2 separate regions of the Gossypium hirsutum genome follow, and region 1 is linked to region 2. Evidence: chromatin contacts called from public Hi-C data. All regions are on one chromosome and are shown on one strand. Each heading gives the region's core, a stretch centred on a gene start, on an enhancer-like site or on the middle of the called end of the contact. The rest is flanking DNA. Distances are from core to core; before and after follow the strand shown.

Evidence for each region. A called contact is a pair of places that touch in the nucleus more often than the background predicts.
Region 1: a Hi-C map of hypocotyl shows a contact between it and region 2, with 2.6 times the contacts expected there. The contact joins the promoter of LOC107934237 here to the enhancer-like site in region 2. A contact is called at or near these places in 13 of 34 Hi-C or Micro-C datasets (callus, fibers, hypocotyl and 2 more).

The regions. Positions count from the first base shown.
Region 1 is chrA07:10,223,907-10,229,495 of Gossypium_hirsutum_v2.1, forward strand. It overlaps LOC107934237, which reads right to left and starts at 2,109. Exons shown (of 12, transcript XM_041117541.1): 1 at 1,712-2,109; 2 at 1,098-1,195; 3 at 913-999; 4 at 657-816; 5 at 1-570. The coding sequence starts at 1,828.
Region 2 is chrA07:10,139,032-10,144,988 of Gossypium_hirsutum_v2.1, forward strand. It overlaps LOC107934236 (transportin MOS14), which reads left to right. Exons shown (of 27, transcript XM_016866612.2): 26 at 1,107-1,284; 27 at 1,429-2,082. The coding sequence ends at 1,707. Among protein-coding and RNA genes, the nearest start is that of LOC107934236, 19 kb to the left of the region's middle. Within about 2 kb of position 4,035, at least 7 of the 9 cell types and tissues checked have an H3K27ac peak or open chromatin away from gene starts, as enhancers often do. A contact at or near this core is called in fibers, hypocotyl and leaf, where this site is marked.

The DNA of each region.
Region 1 (5,589 bases), core at 859-3,358, 83 kb after region 2:
CTTGCAACCATTTGAACCACCAGAATCCCCACTTTTTACACCACACTTTTTCTTTTTAACTGGAGATACAGTGTTGGTTTCAATAACCTGCCTGTTAAGATTCTTTTCTGCAGCCACAGATTTTTGTTTTGACTTCAATTTTTTTCTAGACTCCTCGTCAGAAGTCACAGACTCCCTTTTCTTAGAGATATCCTCCAAAGCTTTAGCTCCATTTAAATCTCCTTTCTTGTTTTTTGCACATTTAACTTCTTGTCCTTTGCTGAGACCAGAATGATCACCAATTTGCACTTCTTTATTCAAGTTTTTGTCATCTGACAGACAATAATTTCCCTTCACTGTTTTCTTTGAAGATTCCTTCAAGGTTTTAGGCTTTTTTAGACCAGTTTTGTTCAAAGAAAGATCATGATCCCCATTACCATTACACAATTCCTTCAATTCCTCACGTTTCATCTTCTTAGATTTCTTTTCGTCAGGAAATAATGTCAGATTCTCAGAACCAACTTTGGAATCACAGTCTCCATCAAAAGAATTTTCCTTCCCAAGCATCTTTGGTGAAGTGGCCATAAACTCCTGTAAACATCAGAGACAAATTCATCACCCAAAAACTGTGACAAACCAACAGCATATTACCATCAGGAAGAAAAATGAAACCAAACCTTTGCTTGCTTGTTTGACAAAACACCTGTATCTTTTATAAACTTTTCATATCCAAAATTTTCAGGTCCTTTAGCTTGAAGCAATTCTTGAACAGAAGAGAACCCAGTTTTCTTGGCCATGTGCACTAGTATGCCAGTAGGATTTTGACCCTTTTTCTTCCTAAAAAAATACAGTCCCAGTTAAGACTTGGTCAACAATCATCAACTACAATTGGGATATTCTTACAATCAGCAACTACGATTGTGATATTCTTACATGCAGCAACTACAATTGCAAATGTCTCTGCACTTGGGACATTTCCAATCAATTAACAATGCAACTTCTTCTGCCTTCTCTCCATATCTATCCAATATCAATCCAACAAAAATAAAACTTTGTAAGTTGACAGCCTTATCCAATTAAATAGTTCAAAAAGTAAAACGTTAGAATGAAGTAACAACCTGTTCAATAGACATTTATGACAGTACTTAATCCTACATTGCTTGTCCTTTTTCAAGTTCTTGCATGGAGCCAAGAAATCCATTGTTTTTTGCCGGCACTTCAGCATTTGATCCCAAGGCAAAAAAAGACGTCAGGGAAAAATAAATTTAAAAGCTAAAAGTAGAGAATTGTAAATTTAAAAAAGAAAATTCCAAACCAATTTTAATCTAACATTTCTATATAACTCAATCCCTCATTATACATGATTTATCAATCTATATAAATATCTAACAAATATAAGTATATCGAAGTTTGACCCTCCAAACATCACCAGAAAACTTGAAAGAAATTAAGCACGCACACGTCCAAAACATACGATTCCAGGGCTCAACCACTCAAGTTCAAGTTACAAAAGCCGAATGACAAAAACAAGTCTGAATAATCAAATACCATATAAGAGGAAAAACTAGAAACATGAGTGTTTCCTAATCAGCTAAACAAAACCAAAAGCAGTATAAAACCAACATTTACCAGTGGATAAAATATCACTTAAACCAAAAACAAATAATTAAAAACAACTCCATGGAGTCAATTAGAAATGAAATATAAAAAGAAAAATAGAGAAAAAAAAAACCTGGTGGCAAGTTTTTCCATTTTCAGAATCATAAATTCTTCGCCCGACGCGAATTCCATTTCCATTTGTTTGATTCGCCTCTTCAATTTGAGAAGCAGAAGTTGAAACAACAGCCATTTGCCTAGTTCTCTTTTCTTCTCTCAAATTCTCAACCAAATGAAGCCTTTTGGGGTATGTTTTATCGGACGTTTTCAACTTTAGAGTTGGTTTTCAGTTTCCCGCTTCCTTGTAGTAGCGGGAAGCAGATTTGAGAGACCAAAGTATAAAATTTTTCACTTAAAACAGGACGGAAATGGCCGGGAATCCAAATTTTTTAAGAGAGTTGGGCGCCAAATCGTCTTGCCCTTCTAGTAAGAGGTAAATAATAACCGTGCCCTACAAAGGAAATCCAATGGGCCAACTAAGAGATTTAGATAACCTTCTCTTTATCGAGAAATTGTTTTTATCTGGAGTTAAATTGTGTATTTTTATTATAGTAAGTATGTTATTTTATTATTTTAATTGTGTATTTTTTATTATTTTTAAAAAAATAATATGATATTTTGTCATTTTTTAGGATCAAAATATAATTTTATCATTATTAATTTAAAATTTTAAAAATTATAAACAAATCTATATAAAAAAATTTCAGAGATTGTAGCCCTTGCTAGCCTCTTGAATTTGTCATTGTTCTCTTCATACTAGACTAGTTTATTTTTTGTTAGTTTTTTTTATTTTAATATTATATATTCTGATTATATTACTCTTTTTAACATAATATATAGAACTATTTATAATCTTTCTCAACTCATAATAAGAGAATAATGCATTTCAGTCAATCTAAACTTTTTCTTTTTCTTTTTTTTTAAATTATGTTTTGAATGATTTAGAAAAAAGGAAAACGAAAAGGATAAAAGTTGAAAGTCTTTTTTAAGTTGTTATTACTGAAAAAATATATTAAATTTTTTCCTAATTAGGGCATATTTTAATGTACAAATATCTAGTACATAAGGTAAGAGATTGAGTTTATTGTTTTTATCATAACTCAAAAGTTTTATTGATATAGTAACTTTACAAGTATTGTCTCAAATCTAATATTTAAAATTTCTTTAGTTAGATTGTTTTTGATGAAAATAAAAAAAAAAGATTTTGAAAATTTTTTAACATTCAAATTTTCAAAATTTATTTGATTGTCATAATAAATTTTCACTTAGACCGTAATTGAAAAAAAAATCAATTCACTAAAAATTAATATTTTTATAATTTAATTTTTTAGATACGTTTTGATGATTTACCATAACTATTAGATCTTTTATATATATATATAAAAGTGAAAAAAAAATGATAGGTTGAAAGAGTCCTACTTATCACTTAAGATAATAAATTTAATTGTTATTTTATTTTTATTTCATTCAAGATTATATTATTTTTTATTGAACAATGTAATTATATTCAGTATTTAATTTTAAATAGTTCATAACTTAAATTAAGCATTTCAATTTTTTATATTTATTTTTCAACACTTAAACTATATTTGATAAGTGCTGAAAAATTAAATTATAAAATATATTTGATATAATGTTTAAAATTAAATACTAAATATAATTAAATTATTTGATAAAAAATCATATAATTTTAATGTTTAAATTCAAATGTCTTTATATCCTGAAATTACAATCTCCTCTTTTATACTCAAGAAACTATTGGATTACAATAAGAGATTACTCCAAATCATGTCAAACAAGAGAATTTGTGACACAACTTATTTGTGTTAGAAAGGAAATTTTAAGAGCAATGTAGAATTTTAATTTAAGAATAATAATTATTTGAACAAATTAATTATAAAAGTATAATTTTAAATTATGTTAAATTAAAATATAAAGATTAAATTTTAAATATAATTAAAGTAGAAAATACTGAAATTTTACCATTATTTTACAATTGAAAAAGAAAAGAATGGAGAAGTAAAAACACTGCTGTCGTGTAAGGAAAGGCAAAAGCCTATTTTTTATAGTTAAAAAAAAAACGGAAACAGATCTAAGAACCATTGCCCATAAAATGAAGAACAAAATAAACACGTGTCTGAAAATAAAGAAGTCTGGGCTCTACTTTTATATTTAGGAGTACAGGTGGTTTTTCATTATTTCGTACCACACCAATTTGCAACTCCAAAATTCTGAAAAAAAAAAAGGGAAAAATTGCAACTCCAAAACCAGGAATAAGTCTTTTCAGTTTAATATATATATATATATATATATCTTTTATTATTGTATGTTATTTTTAAATATATATTTATATTTTAATTTTGTAATTTCTACGTACATATGTCACGGGTCACGGGTCACGGGTCACGGATTAAAGTCTGTGACTAATATATAAAAAGCATCTCATAGATATCAATTAATTAAATGAGTCTTATTTTACCTACTTAAATTGATTCGATTTGTAGAACATGTATAGAAACCTATTTTCCTGAAGTGTTGGTGATTTAACATTTAAGAAAAATTAAAATTTCCATGGTAAACATGGATTGGGTAAATTCCTTAAGAATCACAAATTTAAGGTTAATTTAATCTTGATAACAGAAATAAAGTAAATTGTACATTAAATCTAGAGGAACTCACCCAAGGGTGAAGCAAGAAAAAATTTTTAGAGGTCTGAAATTAAATTATAATTTTTACGATAGTAAAAATGTAATTTCATCATTTTAATGACATATATATTTATATTTTTTAAAGGATTAAATTTTTTTATCATTTTTAAGAGAGTCAAAGTGTAATTTATCTTTACTAATTTAAAATTTTTAAATTTTTAAAAAACCTAAATAAAAAAATTTATTTTAAATGGGCCAAGCCCTTGTCAACCCCTAACTACACCCTTAAATTCAAATATAAATAGAAATTTCCCCCTTATTTGTATTCATCCTATTATAGTACATTAATTATCTCATTCATAGTAATTGAATATTATTGAGAGCATTTATTTACACATTATGTGTTATTGCTATTTTGTGGCTTTTATGTTATTTTATTATTTCTTTATTTTTTGAGTTGTTTCCATTTTATTTTCAGTATCTTAGAGAATTTGTATTGTGAATTTTTAATATTCGAGAATTAAAGTTTAAATATATTTTTTTTAAATCCCTTAAAACTACACGGAATGTGAAACTACAATTCTAACCAATAGAAGGATTTATAGTAGATTAATATAGAGTAGGATTTCTAGTATATTAATACAGAGTTAGTGTTTTTCCATTATTTCCCAACATACCAGTTTTGCAACTCCAAAACTAGGAAAAGTTTTTGCAGTCTAATATATATATATATACATACACACATACATTAGAGACGAATTGATGAGTAAATTTTGTTATTTTTTATGTTTTCCACGTTTGTGATATTACTAATATTTAAATTGCGTTTGGAAATGTGTCTTGATCAATGGTGTTAAAAGAATAAGATTTAATTTACATTTTTATAATTCAAAAAGGAAAAGAAATCTTAATGTAAAAGTTAAAAAGTGATATAATTTAAAAATTAAATCTATCATTTTAAGCTTGAAAAATGACAAGCTTAGCTCCTAATGTTTATTTATTTTTATCATTTTAGCCTTCTTTTGTTATTTTAGCTTTTAACCTTTAAAATTTAGTCAATTTATTTACTTTTAGATAAAAATAAAAAAACTGATTGAATTATTAAATGGTAGCTCCTTTGGCATTCTATGCATACTTCACTATTAATATAAATAGGTTTTTTAAAAGTTTTTATGAACTTTTTTAAATTTTATTTTTCATTTTAATGAATTATAGGAGAATTGTCATACAAATAGCCACATCAATACCATTAAATTTTTAATAGATCAATCAATTTTTCGTTCATTAAATTTTAAAAGTTGAGAAT
Region 2 (5,957 bases), core at 2,785-5,284:
GGGGATATGACCATCTAAGGACCCTTCAAATACAAGGGAAACTTAGAAAATAGTGAACATACCCATGTCGATGAATGGCGTCACAATGTTTTTTTGCTCACATTATTAGCCTGTAATCAGAATGTTCTTAAGATACGTGCTTACTCCAGTCTGACTTGACTTGAATATCTTTCTTTTTATTCAGCACTTGGATATAGGAGAAGCCTTTGACTTTTGGGCTTCTATATTGACATTTTAAACCTTACCCAACTTTTTTAAGCATGAAAGTTTTTTCTTAATGACATCTGTATGTGTGTGTATGAGGAATGATTCACTTAATACTGGTTAGTTTTACTTTCTTTTTGTATTTTTTACACAATTTTATATTTATTTAACACAATCATTTTATTTCATATGTAGATCATGCACCTCAATTTTTGAGTAAATTAAAATTATCTAACTAATTGTTTGATTTAAAAATTTCATTAGTTAAATATGTGTATCTCTCTCTCTCTATATATAAATATACACACATATATAATGTATGAAAGGGATCCAGAGATCCAATTACACTAATGTAATACTAAAGAGTTCTACACTTGTATCTAACCCTTAGATCAAAATTAAATATACAGCTAAGATTAAAACATACTTTTATTTATCTTTCCTTTTTCATTGACAAAGAGAAACTATACACTCGTATAGTGTAAATATATATGATCAGTATCCTATACACTTGTAAGTAGAAGTTTTTTAATTCTACAAATCCGACATGTGCCCTTGTATTACATTTAGAAAGATAAAAATTAACCGAAAGGGAACTTAAAAAAAAAAGATAAAAATAACCAAAATAGACACTTGGTGGTTTCTTAATCTTGCTTGAGAAGTTAAAAAATCCGCCGCCAGTGGATAGAATAATAATTCATCTATATTGAGAGAGAGAGAGAGAGAGAAGAAGAAAACTGGTATTGGATAATAAATAGGATTTTCAGATGTTCAAAGAAAGAAAAGAAAGATTATATTGGTATATCCCAAAATGTAATTATCATTAATTATGATTGAAGGTAATTAATGATTTATTATTAAATGTTCTAGAAATCTATCGCCTAATTATATTTTTTTTGCAGAGAGGCCTCCAATTCCATCTTGACCTTCTTGTCTGATATCTTTGATCTTGCGAAGTCTAGCAAGGGAGAACAATTTTTATCCATAAGGGATAGTGTCATTATTCCGCGAGGAGCTACCATTACTAGAATCCTGGTGGCTTCCCTAACTGGAGCACTCCCAAGTTCTCGATTAGAGACGGTAGCTTCTACTACATTTGTTGTATTCTCCATATTTTATGCGCATTGACCTTCAAATGATTAATTAGCAGAATAAGTTTAAACCTCTATTGCCTGAAGTAGTATCTTACACGATGAATTTTGTGGGGGCCTTTCACTACTTCAGGTAGCATATGCACTTCTAGCACTAACTCGAGCATATGGGATGCAAGCTCTGGAGTGGGCTAAGGAAAGTGTTTCATTGATCCCATTGGCTGCTGTCAAGGAGGTAGAACGCATAAGATTTTTGCAAGCTTTGTCAGATGCTGCCTCCGGAGCTGATGTCAATGTCCTGATGATCCCTGTTGAAGAGTTATCTGATGTTTGTCGTCGTAATCGAACAGTTCAAGAGATTGTGCAAGGAGCACTAAAGCCACTTGAGTTGAATCTGGTACCTGTACCATAGTGGAAAGAAATAAAGAAATAGTAGTGGAGGGGGCTGTTTTTCTGAGGCCTCATCTTGCTTTAGCAGCCGAATGAATAATTCGATCCGCTATTTGCTGTTTTGGTTCATTCTTGATTTTGTATCTATCATCATTGGTCAATTTTCCAACTGTCTTTGAGGTGAGTGTTGGGCATTTATTTGTTTCACAATAGGGAGAGAATGGGCTGTTGTATCTTCTTCTGCTCGAGATATGGGGTGCTCCCAGTCGTCTCGAATGCACTGGCTTTCAATTATTATTTATTTTAATTTTGGGTGAAAAGGCCTTGGTGTTGGTATACAGTGTTGTAAGTTTAGTTTTGTAATGGTTAGAAGGTGAAAGACGGATTTTTTTCTGCATTTGCATGTTTCTCTGCATGTTAAGTACACCAGAACGATCTTCTTCGCCATGCATTATTATTGTATCCTTACAACCAATCATTTTATAATCAGCTTTAGATCTGAAACAATTCTTATATCCAATGATTAAAAAGTCGGACATTCGAAAATCGCCTTGGACCGCTCGGTGACTTGTACGATTCTCTCATTTTCCTGATTTTTTACCAAAAAATATAGATACTGAAATAAGAAACATTATAAATTGAGGGATCAATTTTTCATTATCTAATTAATCTCGGTTTGCTGAATTAATTTAAAGATAAGTTATTATTAGATTGACATTTACTCTAGGATAGTTAATTATATGTTTTGGATTAATGTTATAAACTAATTAATTAAATTAAGTTGAGTATTATTTGATAAACTAAAAGGTTAAGTGTTGAACATTTTCTAATACAAAATTTTATAGGTTTTAAATTTATATTATAAATTTGTTGTGTTAATAAAAAGTGTAAAATACACTTATTAGAATTTTTTTGTTATCTAATTATAAAAAGTTACAAAGTGGTTGCTTAATTATTGATAAATTTCTTTCTTGATCACCCAACTATCAAGAGTTATAGAATGGTTACATAACTCTTGAATATTTTTTTATCACTAACAGACGTAAAAATGAAAACACTTGAAATAGTTGGGTAGCTAAGGCAATAACTTTGTAACTTTTTATAGTTGAATGACCAAAAAGAAATTTATTGATAGTTGGGCAATCACAAATGTAGTTTACCCTAATAAAATTAAGTACCACATATAATGTTGTTTAATAATAATAAATCTTAATTTTCGAAAATTATTTATTTCATAATTTTAATGTTATTGATGTAATAATTTATATTATTTTAGAGATTTTGGATAGAAATTAAATATAAGAATTTGAATATTTTACTAACAAAACTAACAAGATAATTTATTTTGAATATAATTTTTTTAATCTTTTCAACTTTTAAGTGATAAATAGTTATTTATTTACTTAATTCATTCAACTATTTTTTTTGAAAATTTTGAATTAAATAAAAAATTATGATGGTTATCAAACTCATAAAAATTAAATGTTAAAAATTTCTTTTCAATGAAAAACAAATTCAATGATTTATCGAATGCCTTTAATTAATTTAGGATATCTTAGGATTGCATTGGGTTGTTGGATATAATTTAGATATAGTTTAGATATATAATTAAATTAATTTGGTGTATAATAATTTGAGTTAAGTCTTAGTTAGATTAAAACTAATTCATTTCTAGTTCAAATAGCAATTTGGTCCTAATTTAATTTTAAAATGAGCAGTTGATTGACAAGCTGTGGGCAGCTCGAGAGGTCCCCAGGTGGGACGACCCTACCCATTTGGGCAATGAAGCTCAATCCATAGTCCACATGGATCATGAACGTCACAATCCGAATGACCCACCAGAAAATAGCAACCAGTCGGTCGTGTCCCAGAATACTCAAGGCAACAACAACGCTTCCTCGGTGGAGCGACTCAAGGCATTCAATATAAAAATGCTATAGGAAATGGAGGCAAAGTAGATGAATCCATTTGGAACTATTCCAGTGAGCCACTCGTTCCTGAGGTATTAGCCAATCATATCTTAGCTTCTTTCATGTTCCCGAAATTCATATTCAATGGCTCAAGAGACCTAGAAGGCCACTTAGCTCGTTATAACAATCACATGAAAATTCTTAGGGCCTTTAACAGTATCATGTCTAGAGCATTCTTCATGACCCTCTCTCAAACGGCTCGACAGTGGTACCTATCAGTACTTGAGGATCCATTCACTCCTTCGAGCAATTACATGGGCAATTAATGAGCTGCTTCCTGGCCAACAAAACACTTCAACAGTCTCCCGCTTATCTGATGACCATATGCCAAGGGGTGAATGAATCCCTCCGAGATTATGTTCGTAGTTTCAGTGCAACCACTATGATAACAATGGGGGGTTACAGATTAAGGGGTCATCCACTCCTTTGCTGTCGGGGCCACCCACCAACATTTGAGGTACATCATTATTGGGAATCAACCGAGCAATTTATCCGCGTTGTATGAAATGGTTCACAAATTTTTGAAAGGTGATGAAGTAGAAAGAGCTCGTGCCAACTCTTTTGTGTCCACCATCCAGCAGTCTAATCCTCCGCGTCGTTCCCCTCCACAACGTTCTCAAGGCTATCAGCAGCCAATGACCCATTCTAGGGTAGGCAACATGGAGCATAGGCAATACAACCCTTCAAATCAGAGAGATCGACAAAGGGTTAATAATGTCCATGCCTCTGACTGTTCAGGACCCATCCAGGGGAACAAGGTTGGCTAAGATCAAAGGTTCCGGGCACCTTACAATCAATATAGAACTTACCATGAACTCACCTGCTCTCTAGCCCAGATATTCGATCAGATCGAGTACCAAGGTATTTTGTAAATGCCACCCCAGCTAACACCTAGCCAGGATCGCAATAACTCAAACCATCACTATATATATTACAATGCTCTTAAGCACCACACAAAGCATTTTGTACATTTGAAGAACATAATAGAATTGGCAATCCGAAAAGGGCAATTAAAACAATAGCTGCCCTAGGAACCATATCAACTGAACATGACTTATGATGAAGAAGCAAGGCTATCCGGACTACGTCGAGATGATAAGGGTAAACATCTTGTTAGGGACATAATTGATATACTAGTTGGAAGCAAGCATGTAGAATGGGTAACCTCTAATTCCAAACAGAACGCACATCTTAGAAGCATAATGTCTATAGCAGTCTCTGTGAAAAACCCCAGGCCTTCTCCATGGCAATTGAAGTTTTCTGAGCATGATGAGCGGGTCATTGATGTAGAGGGAGATGCCCCCCTAGCGATTTTCGCCACCATTTCTTCGTTTCAAGTCAAAAAGATATTAATGGATGTAGGAAGTTCAATGGATATTCTAATGGCTAAAGCTATCCATAAAATGGACTTTTCAAGGACTCACAGTTGAAGCCGGCAAGCCTGGCCTATTGCTTAGCCAACCAACCCATTGCAGTCTAAGGTTCTATTGTCATCTTGGTTGTTGTAATAACCCGACTTTTAGTGGTGTCGGAAACAATAGTTTCGAGATCCCAATTTCAACGAGTGACTCCGTAAATATTATTATTTAGTACTTATGAGTCAATATTAGTGTTATATTTAATTTTGTTCTAATAATTTTGTTAATTGGACAGTTAACTATAGTACAAATAGTTTGACCCTAAAGTTAGTAATTTTGGAAAATAATGTATAGGGATCTCATTTTCGTAAACTGAGATTGTAAATATTTAAAATATTTATGGAGTTTTTATATAGATATTTTTAATCTTGATCTGAAAATTTTAGTGATTGAAGGGTTAACTAATGTATAAAAACTAAATCGTAAAAAGTTAATCACGTTTAATTTCTAAGTGTTAAATGGTTTAATTAGTGAATGTGTAAGGATATAAGTCACAATTAAACCACTTTTAAAAGGGTTAGAAGGTTAGTGGATGTTTTTAATTGAAATTATGTTACTAATAATTAAAGGTAATAAAACATAAAAAAAAAAGTCATCATCTTTCCATTTCTCCTTTCCACCGTTTTCACCATTTCTGAATAAAGGAAGAAAGCTTCGAACATTCAAAACCATTTGACCCTTGCATGTAAATTCAGACCTAGCACATTTTTTTGTAAATTTTATATTTTTGTAACTGTTGTAACTCAATTTGGTTAACTCGTACCTCCATTTTCGTTTTTAAAATTGAAAAAGTTTAAAAAGTTTCTCATTGATGCTATTTGAAGTTTTTGAATGTTAATGGTAGATTTTAAAGCTTAGAAATGAAATAGGACCAATTTGTAAAA